Linked DNA regions of Drosophila melanogaster: region 2 is linked to region 1. The links are chromatin contacts, called in public targeted proximity ligation maps. All regions are on one chromosome and are shown on one strand. The core of a region is the stretch at or near the end of the contact, and the rest is flanking DNA. Distances in the headings are between cores, read along the strand shown.

Region 1 (3,924 bases), core at 834-3,333:
CAGAGCCAGGAGTCCACGGCACGGGAGGTCACTGGAGATGTGAGGTTCATCCACCAGTTTGTGGACATGCCCAACTACAATGGCAGCACCTACAATCCGCTGAGCAGGAAGGTCGACAAGATCAGGGGATGTCAGCCGGCCATGGGCTATAGCTTTGCTGCTGGTACCACCGATGGACCTGGAGCCTTCAGCTTCGAGCAGGGAACCACCACGGACAACCCCATGTGGAACTTTGTGCGCGACTTCATCGCTGCTCCCACGCAGGAGGACATCAAGTGCCATGAGCCCAAGCCCATTCTTCTGGCCACCGGCAGGGTGAGTTTTTCCATTAATCAATTATTATTAACTAAAAAGCAAGTCTGAAAAAAAACAATAGCGATTTTAAAAGAATTTCTGAAATTGCCTAAAGGTATGCAGCACAAAAATCATTCCATTTGTTTGGAACTTTGTTGAGTGTTGTGTGCATCAGAAAATAAATTTAAATGTGTTTAATAGTGCAAAGGAACAAAATACCAATTTTGGAATAGAATACATAAATTTATGTAGTGGATTTTGTTTTTATAATGCACATTTAAGTGGGGTAATTAAACTGAAACGTTACGCAAATTAGTTGTCAGCTCATAAAAATCAAGGTAAGGTAGTTATAGCCAGGCTATAGGTCATCACTTAATGCGCAACTGTTATTTAAAAATCTAAGTGCACTTTAAGCATATCTAACATGTACATTATCCATATTTAAGGCCACCTTTCCCTATGAGTGGCAGCCAAAGATTGTCTCGGATCAGCTACTAAAGATCGGCGATGTGATCATAGCCGCCGTGCCCTGCGAGTTCACCACAATGGCAGGACGTCGTCTGCGAAACCAGATTCGAGCAGCTGCCTCCGCCGTCGGAGGCATCGACACCGAGGTAATCATCGCCGGACTGACCAACATATACACCAGCTACACGGTGACCCCGGAGGAGTACCAGGCGCAGCGTTACGAGGCCGCCTCCACGATCTTCGGTCCCCATACCCACTCCATTTACATGGACGTCTTCGAACGCCTGACCAAGGCCATGATGCGTAATGAGACCGTGGATGCGGGTCCAAGTCCGCCGTACATGAATGATGTGATGCTATCGCTGAACACCGGGGTTCTCTTCGACGGACATCCCATAAACACCGACTTTGGCTACGTGAAGTCGCAGCCCAACAAGGAGTACGGCATCAACGAGACGGTGAAGGTCACCTACATATCCGGAAATCCGCGTAACAACCTCTTCACCGAGAAAACCTACTTCACCATTGAGCGAAAGATCAACGAGGATCGCTGGAAGGTGGCCTATACGGATGCCAGCTGGGAGACCAAGTAGGAAGCGCCAGCTTGAGGTTATAAATGTTGGTACTTAATAAAATCGTTACTTTTCAGAATGGTCTGGCACCGAACCAATACGATCCTGGGCTTCAGCGAAATGGACATCTACTGGGACATCAGTCCGCAGACTCTTCCCGGGGAATATCGCATTCGCCATTCCGGGGAGTACAAGTACATCCTGGGCGGAAAGTATCCCTACGAGGGACTCACGCATTCCTTCACCGTTAAGGAGGACTAGGATTAGATATCCGTGTGGAGTGATTTTATAAATATTCCTGGCCAGACAGTTGTAGGGCCCATCAAAAACAAAATCAACACTGAATCCATGTATTTATTTACCATTTGTAAGTGACGAAGGAAAAGCTTTATTTTTGCAAACGCGAATAAAAAAGATGCCAAATTATGTTGAAACTAAGGAGAAGTGTTTTTAATTTTGATCGAAATGGCTGTTCTAGTAGTCTTTTGACATTGCTTCACCTTTTTACCAATTACAATTCAAATTGCCCGCCACCATATACGATCCGCAAACAGCTGTTCGAATGAAATCCACAATGCTGTACAAGTTTCTCTCTTTCAACTCTTTTTCTCTTTTGTGGTATTAAATTGAACTTCGAAATTCGAAATTGGTGCTCTTCTCTTAAATTCGAAACAGAAACCAGAAATTCTCTCTCTTTCTGGATCTGGAAGTCGGTATTTATCTATATTCGAGGCGGCAGCAAAACAAAATCAGTTCCAGTCGGTATTTCTCGGCGCGCGCACGCGAATTAAACAGAAACACAAATTATATTTTTGTAGTCAAAACTGTGAAAAAGGGAATTTACTCCTCGGGGGACCAGAGAAAACAATCCTTAAATTCGAGTCTAAACGAAAATATCTAAAACAAACGTGATTTGTGTGCTTCCAGTTAGAGTGCATAAAATGTATCTATAAGATACGAAGTGCGGGTGGGCAATGCAATCGAGGTGTTCTCGTTGAATTGTAAACAAAGAAGGCGGCCAGTTTCATTGACATCCATTGAGATCCAGCAACAAGTTCGCATAAGAAACACAGGGTAAATTAAAGAAATTCCACAGATACATTTTCTAGAACTTCTGACGTGTTCCTCCTGCCGGCATCCGTCGTGCACTGATAACAATAATCGAGTCTTTTTACTTGAATGACGGGAATGTGGGCCATCTAAATTGAATATTCGATTTTGATTAGAGAGAAATGCTCTGCTGCGCTGTGACAAAAAAACTAAACTGATTTGAGTGTTCACATACTATTCTATATGCACTTGTTGTCACCACATGGCGATTCAATTGACCGCTTTTTGCCCCCACATATTCCCCATTTCCTACTGCTGATGCTCCTCCCTCCTCCTCCATCTCCGCTGGCGATAAGCCTCTAAATATCTGGACTCGAAAAAGTCTGTGCGGCATAGGCGTCAATGTGTATATGTACTTTTTACGTCCGTCTGGGTGTGTTTATATAATGATGATCAGGGGGCGAAAAGAAGGAAGTGCCGCAGTCACGTAGTCAATTGTAGGCATTTGTTTTGGTCTCGTTTCCCGTGCACTTCATCTTCCAATGCAAAGGGTATAAACACTGCGTTGCCAACTGTGCGAAAAAGGATGGCCTAGTTCAGCAAGGAATCAATAGATTTGAAACAAATTGTTTTCTTCCTTTAACTATACATTTCAGTAGCAAATTACATGAATAAGTAATATTAGGTAGTCAATCAGTGACTTAAAAATAACCAGTTTATTAAACTGTTTTCAAACCTGTTTGTAAAGAGGATACAATTACTTTAAAGGGTAATAAAGTTACTCTTTATATAACAGAATCCTTTTTTAAATGTATAACATATATAACATAATGTACCTGGTAAATGTCTATGATTAAAACCCAGTTGAAGTGACTCCTATTTAGCACGGACACAAACCTCATTTAGCCGCTCTTATTAGCGGGATATTTCTTGTCTAATTGGAAATACTTAACCAATTAGACTCTGGTTTGGATGATTAATGGCTAGGCGTGTATTTTTGAAAATACAATCGGATTCAATAGCTTCAATTAACTTACGAGCAAGGTGTGTTAATTTATGAAATTTATAATTTAGCCGCAATCTGGTTCGTTGCTCCCCGCCTGCTTTTTCGGCCTTTCGCCTTTACGTCCATTTGATCAGTATTATTTGTTTGCTAATTAGTTCGGCAATGACGACCGGTTGGCAATAATAGAGTTGGATGCGAAAACGAAAGTGGCTGCCAAGTGGATCACCAGTTCCATCCATGTGCGGAATGCAATGAAAGTGAGGACAATGTCGACAAGGAGCTGCTATTTGGCCCACTTCCTTGTCTGGTTTTTGCGCCCATTTCGCTCCAGCCTTTTTCCCAGCTCATCTTTCGCTTTTATAATGTTCAGCAAAGTCTTTGAACCGGTTTGGTATTGCGATTTCCATCGGGGACGCCTTTTATGCTTACATTTCAAGGTGAATTGTAAAATTTATGTGTGCACACGCTCCATGACGGCATCTGACTGGCATTAAAGCACTTCGCCATGGGTTAATCATGGGGGCCAGCCGGGTG
Region 2 (3,924 bases), core at 995-3,494, 140 kb after region 1:
GGGAAGCCTTAAGCTGAAGTCCAATAGCTTCGATGCCGCAGACAGGAGATAGGATCAGTGATGTGATGTGGAACATGATGACCCCGGACGTTAGGGATTCGAAGAGAGTGACGAGTTTTTTTTAGGTATAACCAAGATCAAGTCTTTTCTACGCTTCTTGCTTGTTTTTCTAAATAAAAGGTTGAAACTATTAATTCAAAAGTATTGAACCTTTACTTTTTATTGTAGTCTATATTTTAATAACACCAAATTGATTGTATAGACATTGTACGATGAAACAAGTAATTAGATTGTTTCTGATACAATCAAGTAATTATTACCAAATCTAATCAATAGATTTATGTTAGCTGGGGGTAGGCACTAGAATTTCCATAAATATAACGAATTAGCTTCATATCAGTAGTATTGGGATTGTAAATCTCCTTCTCTTTTGTCCTTCTTCTAAACAAACAGTTATGCGACCACTTTTCACTCGGAAAACCGAAGGGCAACAAGTCGCGCAATTGAGTGGCATTTCGAGTGGGTTGGCTTATCTCCCCAGCATGTATTGTTGTTGTTATGTGCTCTTAATTTGGCTCGCAACCAGAAAGTACAAAATAAAACACATTTCACTCAATTGGCGACATGTGAGCTTTTATCACACCATTTAGATGCGGTTATTTACAGTAACTCACGGCGAACAAAGAACAGAAGTAACTGAGTGGGCATCAATTTCACTCGCTGCGCACGTGAGTGTGAGTAAAATGGTCCTAGACAATCGCTCATCAGTAATTAGATGGATTAGCTGCCACTTTTATCTTATCTTTTATCAAACGCGATATTGCTATAACCTCCTAGGGATATGAAAATGCAATATATGTACAGACTACTCTCACTCACGCAGGAAAACACGCGCGAAAAGTGTTGATAAGAGCACAACTAGCGGGCGACTGATTAACGTTTTCAATTAACACGGAATCGGATCCGGAATAGGAATGAAATCAATAAAAAAAATAGGCAGCCAGACGTTGCTTTCTTACACTTATTTTTCGTATAAATAAAAGCGAATGACTGTGGACACAGTGGAGCGCAAAAGCGAGGGCTGCGCGGCGTTGCCAGATCGCTGGAGTGAGGTAATGGTGGTGGCAAACAGCTGTTGCCGCTTTGAGTGGAATCCAGCAAGGAACTGTACAAGTTACAACCATATTTAAGGTTTTTAAGCATATGTGGGTCAATTAAGTTACTTATTTATCTTTTTAATGGTTTAATCTTCTTGCGTATCATTGTGTTCAAGTGGGTCCGTTAAAAAGTGGTCAATGGAACATGTGGATCACAACAAAGCCCCCAATGAGAGTTTATCTCACTCTCTTAGCTTTTTGAGAGAGGAAATCAATAAGGAACATTAATCGACCGATCTGACTCGCACGCAATTAAATATTCTTATTGAAATATATAGTTTTCATGTATATTCATAATGCCAGTAATTAAAAAAGACTTAATATCATTATAATTCAAACCAAACCAATGCATTTTGTTCAGTGTACACAAGAGAGAGCGTTGTCACGGAAAGAGGAGAGCAAAACAAAGACGGAGAGGCAAACGGCGATGAAGTAACAAAATGAGAACGGCAATAACAACATCGAAAGCGGGCTAAAAATAAAATGCAAACACAAATTCCAGTACAAAAGAAGTAAAAAGCAAAAGGAGGTGGGGTTTTGCTCTTGTTAGCACCAGCACGCAATTGATAAAATTTGGTTAGACAAACAAAAGCTGTAATTGAAAACCTGGCTATAATCTTCGCGGGCACTGGAATAGAACAGGGAAAACGTATTAGAACAGGGAAAACGTATTAGAACAGGGAAAATGTGATGAAGGGTGGGAGGAACACACGCAAACAGCGGGACACTAATTAAATTATACATGAAACACACAGAAATCATAGAAAAAAGCTAGAAATTAGCCGCTAAAAAGTTTTACTTGTTCCGCTGCAGCAGCATGTTGACTTTTCGAAGAATTAGCTGTTTTATCTCGACGCTTATGGATTTATATTCAAGTTTTCTCTTCTTTCTTGCCTAGATCTATATCCTGTTTTTAGCAGTGTTAACAGGCCGAAGAAAGTAGTAATTAATACAGAGACACTATCACACATTCGCCGATTATATTAGCTATTAATAAACGTTTATCAATAATTACTCTTTTCTTCACGACACTGCTTCACTTAATTCGCACTTTTCCGAAAACTCAGACAAAACTGCCACAAAATCCTCGCAATTATTCGAACAGCTGATGAATCGATGATTTCGTATATCGATAATCGACTGAGATTAGTGATGACATCATTTCGATAGTAAGTACTCATTTTATTCAATATGCGTCTAGATTATAATAATTTACATGCATACTATGCATACATTCAGAAGCTGTTTTTTCATTGCGTTTTGAAAGTCCCTGTTCAAGGGCTACTTCAAAAATGTTTCTGAGGCTTTTATTTTCGAAACGAGTCATGCAGAATAGACACAACGACGACGTCATCGTGCTGAAAACAAATAGTAGAGCTGATGTAAAACTCAAATACTACTAAAATGTTACAACAGATAAACAAAAACAATATCAGATGTTTTGTTTACTTCCTAGAAATCAGAGATGTGTGGAGTCTGCTACTTTGCCGATAGTAGCCATCCTTCTGGCAGCACTAGTTGGGTGGAAAACTCCGCTTACTCCAATTCTGGATGGGTGGGTGCATTTGCTAAGTACACTGTGTCAAAAATTGTCTTACTGTTTTGTTTTCGGTATAAGCTTGTAAAAAGGTCCAAAAATTAGTGGTTTGAATTGTATTATGTTTCTTGAATCCAATTTATGGATTTTCCTTGCCGAATTATTTAGTCACAGATATTTAGCTGAGTCGAATGCATTACATTTCGGACTTGGTGTTCTTCATCCTTAAAATTTAGTTTTCTCCAATACCCAACCAATCATGGCTGTGTCATTTTGGCTTGCGATTCTGCTTTTGATCCTTGGCTGTTACAGTTTTAAGGCTCTAAGTGAGAAACAAGTGCGGGAAATGCTGAATCTAGAGCGCAATCTCCTGCAGAATATGCGTGACTATGCCGAAAAGCTGGAGGAGAAGATCGACCTTATAAACAAGTGCGTCAGAAATCCTTTCCCAATCGTACCAATTGAGATGAAAATATTTTTAATATAGTTATGTGGAAGATTATAACGTCGACATAGAAGATGCCAACGAGGATCCGGAGAAGTACCTCTCCAATCCGCTGAACTCCTTCCGATTGATTAGACATATGCACCAGGATTGGGTCGGCTGGCAGGTGTACATGGAGGATCTGGTCGCACCCGAGGCGGTGCAGAAGGTGGAGAGCCTACTGCCGCAGCTTCCTCAGAAGGAAGCCTTCAGGAAAGCGGCCAGGAGTGTGCATAGCTTGACCCAGTTTTACGGCTACGAGCCCGCGGATCTGGTTGCCAAAGATGAACGAAGCAGGTGGGAGTCTATATAAGTGTTTACCATTTTGGAAACTTAATTCCACTAGTTCCTTGCATCTTTCACCTTTGGACTGCTATCACTTGGGACTGGAGCTCTACGAGGAGCAGGACTATCTGGGTGCAGCCAAGTGGCTACAAGTGGCTGCCCATAACTACACCCTCTCGAGGCACAGAGATTTGTTCAATCCACTGGGCGCACCACGCTGGCAGGTCTATCGAGATCTGGGCAGGACCCTACTTAAACTGAGTGCGGTTCGCATACTCCCGGACAAACTAATGGGTATTAACACCAATTTATCTGGTAGATCGACAGTGCGCATATGATGCCTACGAATCAGCACTTCGATTGAATTCCCAAAACGTGCATCTCATGAAGGAAGCTGGACAGATGGAGCTATTCAGCCTAAGGGATCCCATGGAACCCATACTGGATCTTCAGCCAAAACC

What was found.
Region 2: a contact with region 1 is called in a targeted proximity ligation map of the Kc167 cell line, with 6 times the contacts expected there. A contact is called at or near these places in 15 of 107 Hi-C or Micro-C datasets (the Clone 8 cell line, the Kc167 cell line, the OSC cell line and 5 more) and 2 of 7 datasets of targeted methods (both in the Kc167 cell line).

Annotation. Positions count from the first base shown.
Region 1 is chr3R:30,463,967-30,467,890 of dm6, forward strand. It overlaps PH4alphaEFB (prolyl-4-hydroxylase-alpha EFB), which reads left to right and starts at 2,084. Exons shown (of 9, transcript NM_170492.2): 1 at 2,084-2,408. CDase (Ceramidase) reads left to right here. Exons shown (of 6, transcript NM_001276180.1): 4 at 1-315; 5 at 741-1,351; 6 at 1,412-1,770. The coding sequence ends at 1,595.
Region 2 is chr3R:30,599,245-30,603,168 of dm6, forward strand. It overlaps CG2246, which reads right to left and starts at 2,245. Exons shown (of 8, transcript NM_170511.2): 1 at 2,173-2,245. It overlaps CG31021, which reads left to right and starts at 2,962. Exons shown (of 7, transcript NM_170513.2): 1 at 2,962-3,123; 2 at 3,182-3,475; 3 at 3,525-3,724; 4 at 3,783-3,924. The coding sequence starts at 3,041. CG31019 reads left to right here. Exons shown (of 4, transcript NM_170512.1): 4 at 1-52. The coding sequence ends at 52.